Linked DNA regions of Hordeum vulgare: all the other regions are linked to region 3. The links are chromatin contacts, called in public Hi-C maps. All regions are on one chromosome and are shown on one strand. Each heading gives the region's core, a stretch centred on a gene start, on an enhancer-like site or on the middle of the called end of the contact. The rest is flanking DNA. Distances are from core to core; before and after follow the strand shown.

The links. Hi-C and Micro-C count contacts between places; a contact is called where the count stands out from the background.
Region 1: a contact with region 3 is called in a Hi-C map of leaf, with 4 times the contacts expected there. The contact joins the promoter of LOC123430116 here to the promoter of LOC123426343 in region 3. A contact is called at or near these places in 2 of 6 Hi-C or Micro-C datasets (leaf and seedling).
Region 2: a contact with region 3 is called in a Hi-C map of seedling, with 5 times the contacts expected there. The contact joins the promoter of LOC123426341 here to the promoter of LOC123426343 in region 3. A contact is called at or near these places in 5 of 6 Hi-C or Micro-C datasets (leaf, seedling and an unstated tissue).

The regions. Positions count from the first base shown.
Region 1 is chr2H:378,014,578-378,019,195 of MorexV3_pseudomolecules_assembly, forward strand. It overlaps LOC123430116, which reads left to right and starts at 1,512. Exons shown (of 2, transcript XM_045114021.1): 1 at 1,512-1,793; 2 at 1,911-2,498. The coding sequence starts at 1,703. The coding sequence ends at 2,149.
Region 2 is chr2H:377,331,466-377,335,500 of MorexV3_pseudomolecules_assembly, forward strand. It overlaps LOC123426341 (casein kinase II subunit alpha-2), which reads right to left and starts at 1,392. Exons shown (of 10, transcript XM_045110151.1): 1 at 1,127-1,392. The coding sequence starts at 1,212.
Region 3 is chr2H:377,681,747-377,686,042 of MorexV3_pseudomolecules_assembly, forward strand. LOC123426343 (peroxidase 51-like) reads left to right here and starts at 2,896. Exons shown (of 4, transcript XM_045110152.1): 1 at 2,896-3,285; 2 at 3,368-3,568; 3 at 3,668-3,833. The coding sequence starts at 3,067.

The DNA of each region.
Region 1 (4,618 bases), core at 262-2,761, 330 kb after region 3:
CCTCTGGGCGCCCCGACGTGCTCCCGGCAGTACGTCCATGCGGATGTGTGCCGCCGCTATAGGGAGACAAGGGCGCCGTTCCCCTGAAGCGACGTCCACTTGCCGAACAACTGGCACCTCTCCGCCGATCGGGTGCCGATCCCGCCGGTGCCAACGAGCGGTCGTGTCCGCCGCGACGAGATCCAATGCCGCCGACGCCATCTCCCCGGCGAGCTCTACTACGACCCGAGGTACGCCGTGGATCCTCCCATGCGGGACACCTGGTTTCGTGATGAGCACGACGTGCGACGGGAGCCCTACTTTGCAGCGCACAGCGCGCCAGGCGCTCTCTCTGAGCCCTCCCCAGGTGCGCGGCCTAACGCCGACCCCGTCGCCGTCACCCTCTCCGTCGCCAGCACCACCTCCTCGCACGACCGAAGAGGAAGAGGCCCGACTCGTCGAGCGTGTCATGGAAGAATGAATGAACACGTACGATGAGCCCAGTGGATGGGGCTGGAGGAGATGATGGCCCTCTCCGCGGTCGACGACGTGGCCATCCTAGAGGAGCAGCCCGTGAAAGTGAAGGAGGAGGTGCATGAGGAGTAGCCAGTGGCCGCTTTCCCCCGGAGCTGGTGGGCCAGTGCTGGACGTGGTCGTGCACGGCCACGGAGATGGCCCAAGGAGTGGGGGCCGAGCCTTGGTGCCCCACGCCGCCGCGGTCACCGGAGCGCGAGTCATCGCCGCGCGGGGTGATGGTGCAGGCGCCGCCAATCTTTCAGGGCCATGGGCCCAGCTCTGGACGATGCCGCCGTACGTCGATCTCACTGGCGACGATGACGGCAACGACGATGCCTGAAGGTGGCGACGAGCACGGCAACAACGTGGGACGCATTTTATCTTTTTTGTAATTTTGTTAATTAAGGACCGTGTGCCGTGAGGCCGTTGTACCATGTATTTTATTAACGTATAATTATTAATGTTTGCGTTTTATTGACATTTTTTGGCAATTTTTTTATTTATTCTATTTTTTAAAATGCCGAACGATTTAGGGTGCGACCGTGCGTTGGGCGCACTGACCCGGCCACGGACCGATCCGGACATGGGCAACACCATTCTCGCTCCAAACGGACAGAATCCGGACCAAAATGACATCCGAATGAGGTCGCGTGATGGAGTTGTCATACTCCCTCTGTCCAAAAATAACCGTTTGAAACCTAATACAGATTTATACTAGATTTAGTATAAAGTTGAGACATTTATTCAGGGACGGAGGGAGTACTGGGAAGAGCACGTACAGTGATGTTCAGCTAATCCCAAGCCGCTTGTTCAGACGCGCTAGGGTGCAGTGCGCGGACAGAGGGACTCGGCGTCGCCGACTGCCATTCATGCTCCATCCACGTGCTCAATCGCCGGACTAAGGCGCGTCCACGTCAGACGGTCAGGTCAGTGACAATGGACGCCGTACGCCCGGTAAGAAATCGATCGGTCCTTCTCCTCTCTCACCCACACCCAGCTCGCCTATAAAGCAGGCCTCGACGGGTGCCACACACAGAATCAGAGAGAGAGAGTGTGTGTTCTGGAGCTTGCTTGATTGTTAATTCTTCGGCTCCAAGGGCAGACCAGCTGACCAGCAGAGGCAAAGATTTCTCTCGCCCAGCACTGCAATCTTCACACTCCAAGGTAGAGAGCTCGCTCGCGCGCTAAATAAAGAAGCACTCGCAGCATGTCGTACCCCTGCCTTCGCCGCGCGGCCGTGCCGGTAAAGCGGGTTTGGTTCGGCCTCCGCGGGCGCCTCGGCCTCCGTCGATCCACCGGTGAGTTTCTTCCTCCTCCTCCTCCTACTACTACTATCTCTCGGTCTCCTCTCCTCGTGGACCAACTTTGTCGTGGACGATGGAGCTGATGAGTGATGATACATATTTGCGTTGCAGGTCTTGGAGAGCTGCGCAGGGAGGTCCGAACGTGCGAGTACGACGACGTGCACGTCATGTGGGAGCTGCTCAGCGGCATGGACGGCAGCGCGCCGCGGAAGTACGTACACGTAGCCGCCACCGCCGCCATTGTTGAGGCCGCTGCCAGGAAGAAGCTAAGGGGGAGGAGGCGGACGAGGAGGGCCGATGCCGAATCCGCCGCGTGGAGCCGCCTCTTCTCCTCCTGCTGCGCCTTCTGATCTCTCAAAATAAAAGGGACCCGAGCCGCCGTGCCGCCTCGCCTGATGCCCGGGTTTGGAAAGGATGTTTTCGAGATCGATGAATCCTCTCTCTTCGCTCTTGACCGCGTGCGGCTATGATATGATGAAGCAGCAACCGTGGGAAGACGGAGGGACAAGTGATGAGCCAGAGCCAGTGTCGATTTGCGTATACGTATGTATTCGGAGTTGTAAATGCAGGCGGCTCTGCTTCCATCTTGATGTAGCTAGTAAACCGGACCATGTAAAATTACCATCATCACCACCAAAGGGCAGTTTTGTTTGTGTGCTAGTACATTCTAGTAATTTGGTTCTCAATTTGAACGTTCAATTGGTGTTGCTAAAAAAAAAAATCTATTCTGAATCGCTTAGTTGCGGGTACCATCGTAAGGAGTTGACAATTACCATCCGATAATGTATTTTGGATACGCAGCGACGTTCAACCCCCACGCCACTGCGTTCTGACGCGAGAGCCCATCCACACATTATTATTTTTTGACGGAGAACCCATCCTCATATTGGTGTATTATAGACATGATATTTTGTATTATAGACTTGTATAATTACCAGAGTGTTTCTGGTACTACTCTCTTCGTCCAAAATTTATGTCTTACATTTATGTAGATATGAATGTATCTAGTTATATTTTAGTATTTAGAAACATTCATTATTAGATAAACCTAAGATAAGAATTTCTAGACGGAGGCAATATCTGTCAGTACGGTAAAATGGACCTCTTCTTTTCTCTAGGTTCTGTAAAAAATGTTGAAATTTTCTTGAAAAAAAAAGAAGAGAAACGGTATAAAGAGTCTCGAAGGGCCATAGGACGAATATTATTAGAAAGAAGGAGAAGCAGCACACAAAGGTTAGCAGTCTAGGCGAACTAGAACTGGGAACCCACGAAACTAAGACGTTCCGAAAATACAAAAGGACGGCAACAGCCGTCAAAACAGCTAAAAAATGGGGGCAAACCATCCACTCAAGAAAGGTTGCCGATGTCAGTAACACAACCGGCCGCCCTCCATGTCCCAATATCTTCTCTGATCAGATCCAAAACTCTGAAGGGATTACTCGCTTCCTGCTCAAAAATTCTAGAATTTCTTTCCTTCCAAATCCTCTAGTGAATCAAGATGGAGATTGTGTCAAAGTTCCGACGCATAGGCTTGGGAACTAACTTACGTGCTTGCAGCCACCAGTCTTCTGTATTGCTAAAACGATCCTCCGGCACCTGAAAATCCGTCCGTGTCCAATCTCTGAACAGTAGCCAAACCTGTTGTGTGAACCTACAGTGCACGAACACGTGTGTGCAATCCACAGGCGTCACAAGGCACAGAGGGCAGTAGCCGTTTGAGGGCCAGCCCCTCCGCTCCAAGTTGTCCGCAATCAGGAACCGGCGATGAACCACCAACCACATGAAAAACTTGCATCTTGGAGGAGCTTTGGATTTCCAAATTAGTTTGTAACAGGCGAAGCGCACCGAGGCAAGAAAGAACATGTTGTAAGCACTCTTAACAGAGAAGAGATGATCCTCATTCAGCTTCCATTGTAGATGATCCGGCACACCAGGCGTCAACAAGATATTCTGAGTAATGTCCCAAACAGTGAGATATTGTGCAATGGCTAGCACTGAATCTCCTCGTGAGATGTCTCGGACCCAGCTACGGTTCTGAAGGGCATCCCGGACAGTGCGACTCGGCTTCTTGACAAAAGATAAGAGGGATGGGGACATGGTCGCAATGGAGCCGCCCTCCGGTAACCAATTGTCCGTCCAGAACTTGGCCCGTTCTCCATCCCCCAAGCAGACGGACGTGGCCGCACTGAAGATAGCCGTGACCTCACCCTCCTGATCGTTCGGCAACATCCGCCATGGTATCTCCTCAGGGTCCCAGCGCAGCCAGGGCCATCGGCAATGCAAATCCGAGCCGAACCACTTCAAGTTCAAGATGCCCAGGCCGCCACTCCTTCGGTATACACACTCTCTCCCAAGGCAGAAGACAATGACCTCCACTGATCTCATTTCCCCCTTTCCAAATGAAACCCCTACACCTCCTGTTGATGATTTCCGAAGCCCATGCCGGCAGTGGCAGCACTGAAAGAAAATGCAAGGGCAATGCCATCAACACGGATTGCGTAAGTGCCAACCGTCCCGCCGGCGCAAGCATCCTTGGCTTCCATCCTTTCATCCTGGTGGAGTATTTGTTGATGAGGGGTAGTATATGCTGGCGCTGTAATCTAAAAATTGACAGAGGGAGCCCCAAATATTGAATGGGAAATTGCTTCAGCTGGCAGGAATGTTGTGCCACTCCCACCGTTATGGTGTCACTTGTCCTGATACAAGTAATGGTGCTCTTTTGTAGGTTGATACGAAGTCCAGTGGCTTCACCAAACAGCTTTAGAGTAGCAGAAATGACCTGCATATCGCTTGGGGTAGGTCTGAAGAAAAGGAGCGTG
Region 2 (4,035 bases), core at 142-2,641, 350 kb before region 3:
GACAAGTAATTTGGGACGGAGGTAATACTTGAGTTCTATCCTTTTTCATCTATATATAAGAATAAGAGGGCAATAAAACCCCATGTCAAGCTCAAGGGAGGACAAAAAAATGCCTGGATCCCAATGAGAAGCTACAGAAAGGCGAAGCTTGTTACAGTTTTAAATATAGTTGCATATCACTGTGTTTATTACACAAATACTAATTTGCAAAACAAGATACTCCAACAGCGTACATAGTTCAGTGGAACCTTATTTATCTTATGTCGCTGAGCAGAATTATCAATTCAACAGAAACAGAACAGGAGTAAAATATCTTAGTTATATAGACCTTAATGTAAATGTGGTTTTTTACTTGGAACAGCTACTTTGAGATTAAATAGGTATGATATGATAATTTCCGGAAAATACAACCCATATATTATCTGAAAAAATAGCGATAACACCAAACAAAGTGTGAAACTAATAGAACAACACACTTTCCAAGAAGGGGAAAACACAGAACTAGCAACTGTTCAAAACAATAAATTAGAACTGTTTGCTCGATTTGGGTGCTGCTGTTGTAGTCCAAGACAGGTTCAAGTTCCCAATTTGTCAATTCAGCAAAATATTTTGGACATGGAGAATATTGCTGGTGGATGAACATGGGTGACAGAATCTGACATTTGGATTCGGGTGCTCAATTTGTAGGAAGTTAATGGAAGTCCACTTAAGATGTACAAAACTATGAATAATCTCCCAAAGAAATTGCGTGGACGTCATAGACGCATAATTTCGTACTGAAGTACCAAAAGTATCACAAAAAAGTGACATCGAGTTAGTGACTACTGAAGTCGGATATTGTAACGAAGCAACCACATCAAGCAACTGCCGGAATTATCTGAGCAAGCACATCTGGCAACTCCTCTCTCAATCTACAACACGCGGGCCCTCTCTAACCGCACGGCACACAGGATCTCCGAAAACGCATCGAGAAGTCGAAGGTCCATTGTATGTAATCCCTGAACTGTCTCTCAACGAACTGACGAAAAGGATCCACTACACGTAGATGCGCCACGGGAACGAAAGGGGGGAAAAGAAAAGAACTTGAGAGTTAGGGCGAGGTTGGCTACGGGCGGATTCGACTCACCCCCACTGGACGGCGAGGGCCTCGTAATCCCAGTACTCCTTGGGGCGTACGACGTTAACGTCGGCGTAGACCCTGGCCTTTGACATGGCTGAAGACGATCCGAATCCCGCGGGCGGGGGACGGATCAGGGATAGACGTGGGCTGGGAGGAGTTTCGTGCTTTCTCGGCGGCGCGTCCGTCAAGCGGACATCGCCGGCGGCGAGATGGCGTTAGGGTTTCAACAACTACGATTGTTTTTCCTGAGAAACATGTTTTGGGGGATATAGTTTTGAGGAATGGAGATGTAGGTGGAGGGCGTGGGAGAAGTGCGGTCAGTGCAACTGACAGGTGGGTCCATGGGACAGTGTGCGGAAGGAGCTCGCTCTCGGAGGCAGAATTCACCGTTTTTGACCTTTTTATAAACCTTAAGTTGGATCTCACCCTCATGGGAAAATCATTTTATGAACCTTAAGCTGGATCTGACCTTGATGAGAAAAAAATTGGATCTGACCCTTTTGCTATCGTCGGACCCTTTGGCGGTAGGGTATAACAACCTACCGCTCAGGTCCCTCGTGGTAGGGTTGCACGCCTACCGTAAAAAGAACGCCAAGTTATGGAAACAGTGCGCGTGTGTGCCTACCGTCGTACCCCTTGGCGGTAGGGTTACACGTGCTACCGCCAGCCCTTTCGACGGTAGATCATTTTCCTACCGCCAGGGTCCTCGACGGTAAGTTGTCATACCCTACCGCCAAAGGGTCTAAGGATTTGGCGGTAGCAAAAGGGTCAGATCCGGAAAAATTTACCCACCGTACCCACCAGGGTCAGATCCGGCTTAACTTTCATGAAAGGATCAAAACAGTGCATTTGGCCGCTCTCGGACCCAACATATAGGTGGGTCGAGGCTATCATGGGCCCAACCAGGCGGTAAGCGAAAGGAATCTGAGCTGCTACATTTCTTACCATTTCTCTCTTTTTTCCAATCTTACTCCTCATGAAACAGTTGATAAGTCGTCTCGTTGCTTCGTACCCTCCACCGATCGAACTTCCTCCAGCGATTTTCTCAGCGCTGGGACATCTGATCCCATTTTTTTATGGACAGAGAACAAAAAAGAACAACCTGAAAATGTATGTACGCCCCCCCCCCCCACCTTCCCCTCTCCCTCGCGAGCCGCTTGAGCACGCGGCTCCGAAGGAGAAAACCCTAGCCCCACGCACACCCCCTTCCTTGTGCTCCCCTGGTCGTCACCGTCGTCGATGCCTGTGGTAGTGGCGGCGCCCGGCCGTCAAAGGCGGAGGGCAAGGACGGCGCGCCCCGACGGGCCTCCTTCGTGCGAGGAGGGGCGTCGAGGGGCGGCGCACGAAGAGTTTCGGTGTGGCGCCGCACGATGGGGAGCGCGTTGTGCGACAGAGATGAGTCGGGAGCTCGCACAGGAGTGGCCGGTGCAGTTGACGGTGTCGATGACGGCGCGGTTGGGCCATGGTTGCAGGGGGAGGCGCGTGATAGAGGCGAATTTGTCCATGTCATTCGAAGAGATGGTGGATATCGTTTTCGGTGGAGTATACTTTGACAATCCGACTACGAGCCTATGAGGACGTCGCGCCTTCACAATCGCTAAACCAACTCCTAGAGATAATTGACCACGTCGGAGCACGATCAACCTGACCACGAGGGTTTGTTTCGTGCACCCACATGAAGAACAAGCAAGAAACTAAAATCGCAATCTGGATATTGCGAATATAAGAGGAAACTTCATTGATGAAAGTGGGGTTCTCTGACGTCTTGGTCTGGTCGTAGATTACAAACGAAAAACGCGAAGTTGCAGCTCTGGCGAACTTGCAATCTAAACAAAACTCTAGTCTAAACGGTGCCCTAAGGGTTGTATATATGGGGAATATAGAGGGATTTTCGTGACCCCTTGGAGGAGGGGTCCGAAAACGACCCTAACTCGGTTTCCCCGCACATACGGGATCTAAAAACAAACTATAATGTAGTATTTCGAATTTCATGGGCCTGACCCCAAAATATGGTGCTGGAGCACCTATAATAGCCTATGAACGAAATTTATGAAGTGTCATCTTGTATATTTCATCCAAGCCTTTGTTCTCTCTCTATGACGGCTTCAATGTCCGAAAATCACCACTAGAAGCTCCATTGTTCTTCCCCGCGTGCACACCTTCCCCTCCATGCTTGATCCCGTTTCAATGGTCATCCTTCTTGTCCATGATAGGTCCTTCATTCATAAGTAAAACAAATGTATCTAATTTAGGCAGTATGTATGTTCATGAACATTAGAAGGATTTTCACGAAACGAAAGTACCTCGTAATTCACTTGGCATGCGCGAGCTCTAGTAACGGGTCTTGTATTTATAGCAGCACGGGATGTGGGTGTAATAATGGTATTGATGTCCTCGTCATCCTCCCCCTCTTGAAATGAAGTCGTCTTCGACGGAAGCTCATCTTCCTCACCCAAATAAGGCTTCAAATCTATGATGTTAAAAGTGGGACTAACCCCAAACTCTACACATAGCTCAAATTTATATGCATTATCATTTATTTTCTCTAACACCTTAAAAGGACCATCAACACGGGTGTAAGAGCACAATTTATCCTAAGTAGTTTTGGTGATTGATGACGATGCCCCTGCGGACTAGTCATGTGCATTAAGCTTCCACAGATTATCAGGTGGCACGCGACTTTTATTATCCCCTTAGTGGTTAAAAGATAATACGATGTTCTTCCTATCGATTTAGTGTTGGTGGACTCGAGTCGTAGGAAAATCCGTACTATCAAGAGGGGATCCGTATTTGGAATGGTTGGGAGGAACAATCACGTACACATTTGCACCCCATCCAGTTCCCGGCACTTTGGAGCATCTGTTATGTCCCTATGGCTCTCAAGGTTATATAAGCGGAAGTACCACACGTGGGGA
Region 3 (4,296 bases), core at 1,646-4,145:
TAAATACATTTCCACAAATTTCATTGATTCCTCCAGAATCATATAACATAAGTCTACATTTGTCGACATATATTTCTTCTGAAAATTGCTAAAACCTTTTGGGCCCTGAACCAAAATCCATGGAAGAGTGCCTCTTGTACTCATATTGGTTCACATAAAAGGAAGCAAGTAATGAAGAATAACACTCGCTCATCAAAGAGTGGTATTTACCACAGTAATACCTACTCCTCATAAGTATCTTCCATATGGAATACTAAAAACTTCTCATTCATAGACAAAGTCAATGAGGTGGTGAAAAAGCGAGTCTTGTAGCAAAAGGGTTCACGCAGAGACCCGACATCAAATTATGATGTAACATACACTCCTGGTATGAGTGGAATTAAGTTTCAATAATAAATATCATTGGCAGTACAAATAATATTATCCATGCAGTTAATGGATGCAGTAACTACATACTCATATGAGTTACTCGTTTTGGAAATTTATAACGAAGTCCCTGACGGGCTTACAATTCCAAATCCAAAATAAATCGCAACATATTTGTGTAAAATTTCAAAAGTCCCTCTATGGCTCAAAAAAGTCAGAAATCATATGATACTACCGACTAAATGACTTTCTTCTTCCGAAGGATTACTCAATGATGATTGTTTATATGTTAACAAAGGAATACCAAATTTGAATTCCTTATACCACCTCAGTATATATCGATGATTTCATCATCAATGTCTCTACAAGACCTAAACATACATAAAATCATCTCAAGACGGAAAATTTGGATTCAACCAAATTTAGCTTAAGTTTACAACTTGAGCATTCTCTCAAGAATACATATTAGTCTACATATATCCAAACATATACGAGAAGTTCAATTTGGACATATCATATCAACAAAAGACATGTATGGTCATACTACCTTTGATAAGGTACAAATCCATTCATACCTAGGGGTGATAATGAAGTGATACTAGGACCTGAAGTTATATATCTCACTAATGCCAAATCACTCATATACTTGCAAACTACGTCAGGCCTGACACTATATTTGCTATCTTTATTCGGAGTGCAACCCCAAACAAAAGGTATATGGTTGATATAAGTACTATCATCTTATATCTGAAGTTTACAGTAAATCTTGAATGACCATGATATGAGGTAATGATATTGGCTCTTTATTTGATCCAAACAACGCCATATCAATGACTGAATTTGCTATAGTAGCCTACATATGGAAGTCATGTAAATAGGACTTTAATGGTTATTCCCACTTATCATTCTAACATAATTGCTTTATCTAAAAGCATTGCAAGATATGTATGGCTCGGCAGAATGATTAACCACACTCAAAATCATGTGGTTTTGATTCATCAGAATCACATAACTTGATTTATCAAGATACTTCCACTTGTGTTACTCAATACCTATAGGTTATATGAAGAGCAATATCATAAATCACATTGCTCAGAAATTACTTATCATCGCGGATTATAGAAAAGTGAGGAAATAATTTGCAAACAAAATACTGTTATAATCCAACAGATTATACACAATCTCATGTTCATGTTAATGGAATTGGTATGGGACGTCCTTCATATTTGCAAAGTTCAGGGGGAGTAATCTCCCAAAACTATAAACTATAACAATCATCAGATTGCATATATTGTACTATCTTTTCCTTGATGAGTTTTCCCTTACTGGTTTCTCATAAAGGTTTTTAACAAGACAATATAAACACAAGTGTCTTTATATGCCATATCATTTTCTCCTTGTATTTTTCCCACTAGGTTTTAAAGGAGTTTTCAATGACATGTACGAGTGCACTCTTTTCCCTCATGAGTTTTCTCTCAAAGTTTCTCATAATGGTTTTTAGTGAGGCAATATCTTCTCAAAGATCATATGTCATACTTTCTATTTTCCCTACCGCTTTTTTAAGGAAGCACTCAAGACATATTAATTGTTCTCTAAACTTATCAATGAGTTTTTTCCTTCTTCAAAGGTTTTCTCATATGAGTTATCAAGAGACAATGATCATCATATGTTGCATCATTTTCTCCTTATTTTTCCCATTGGGTTTGAAGGAGTTTTAGCAACATATCTACTCTATTCTCCTCATATTTTTCCCACAGGATTTTTGGGGGAGACTCTTAAGATTATTTGGAAGATTTCTCAAGATGAAAGATCTATATGCAAGAAGCTTTCAACGATGAAACATTCAAGGAGCGGTGTTGTACAAGGGGGAGTGTTAGAAATTAATTAGTAGATTAATCCAAGGGATGTGTCCAACCCCGAACAGTCGTGTCTCCTCTCTCTCTATTTCCAACAGGCACCTGTTCTGGAGGGATGCCTCCAAACAGATACATCTTCGCACCTCTTTCAGATGTATATGTACTTAAGAATCAATAGAAACAAGACTAATCGTCCATTCACTTTCATTCAATCTCGTTTTTACTCTAACAGGTTTGAGTACACACGCATAAACCTACGCTCTTAGAAAACCCCGTCCACATACTCCATGCACTACGCAGGGATGAAACCAACGACCTACCTACGATGCTACGACACGGCCAGACTTTCTGCCCGCCCTGTCTCCAGATCAAGTACTGATCAAGTAGTGTGTTCAAAAAAGAGCCGATCAAGTAGTCGACTGTTTTCCGTAATGGAAATAATCACTATATTAACAAAATGGAAATGCACGTGTATGTTGCAATCTTTCTAAAGCACTCGAGTACTCTCTGTGCCGCATGTTTTCAGGCTAGCTTAATTCTGTGGGTATCGAAATATTCAAGAGTAGCATCGTTTTCAGATCACTGTCACGAAGGCAACGGGCACTCGCTGCCTGCACTGCACGCCGATAAGTGTAATCTATGGAGAGACCACCACCGATCGATTCATTAGTGGCGCTCTCTGTGTAACCTTATCCTTCGGTGCCCCTACCACAAACCCAAACTTGCCGTCGTCGCGTCGCCTTGCGCTCCACCAAGACAGACGGCGCCGCTCCACTGCGTGTACGTCTGCGTCCGCATATATTTATCGAGGTGGCGAACACGCGCTATCTACCCAGCTAGGACGATGGGCTACATGAGTCCGGTCGTGGCGGCGCTCCTGACGGTGGCGGTACTGGCCGCGAGAGCCAACGTGTGCGCAGCGCAGCTCCGGCGGGACCATTATGCCGGCGTGTGCCCCGACGTCGAGGCCATCGTCCGGGGCGCCGTCGCCAAGAAGTTCCAGCAGACCTTCATCACCGTCGGCGCCACCGTGCACCTCTTCTTCCACGACTGCTTCGTCGAGGTAACAAGCAAACATGCCATGACGTGCGCCCTACGTGCATGAACCCATGCCGTCATACGCTTCAACGTTTGTGTGCATGTAGGGGTGCGACGCGTCGGTGCTGATCGCGTCCACGGCGAACAACACGGCGGAGAAGGACAGCACCGCCAACCTGTCGCTCGCCGGCGACGGCTTCGACACGGTGATCAAGGCCAAGGCGGCCGTCGACGCCGTGCCACGATGCAGGAACCGGGTCTCCTGCGCCGACATACTAGTCATGGCCACCAGGGACGCCATTGCACTGGTAATACTAAGCTCATGCATGCATCGATCTCTTCCGGCTGATTCTCATACGTACGGTAATTATAGTTAGTTATATAACGCGAGACACGGTTTCCCGCAGGCCGGTGGGCCGTCGTACGCGGTGGAGTTGGGACGGCTGGACGGGCTGAGCTCGACGGCGAGCAGCGTTCCCGGCAAGTTGGCCCCGCCGACGTCCAGCCTCGACCAGCTAACGGCGCTCTTCGCCACCAACGGGCTCTCGCAGACCGACATGATCGCCCTCTCCGGTACGTTGTAATTAATTATAAGTCCCATACTAAGACGGCAAATTACGCATTGCTTCTATCGGGTACGTACGGGCGCTGTGTGCGTTTGCTTTGCTTGCACATCGAAATCGAGTTGGGATGGGAGGGACGACGGTGAAAGCTAGGTGAACCAGGCTTGCACACAATTCCAAATCGGACATGCCATGTTTACCTGCCCTGTTTGGAGCGTGCAAAGCCGCCAAATTCCTGTCCAGCTTCATCAATGAAGTAGACGTCGAATGCGACGAGACAAAACTACGTGCCGAGCTGCCGGCCCATGACCCTGTCCTACAATGGCATCTTTGAAGGATCACCAACTTAATAAGTACGTAGTAGATTACTCTATCCATCTACAGGATTGGTATAATATGTTTTCGATCATTCCGCAACAACGGATCCGGCGAACCTGCACCCCCTCCCCAGCAATGCTACACATACATAAGTT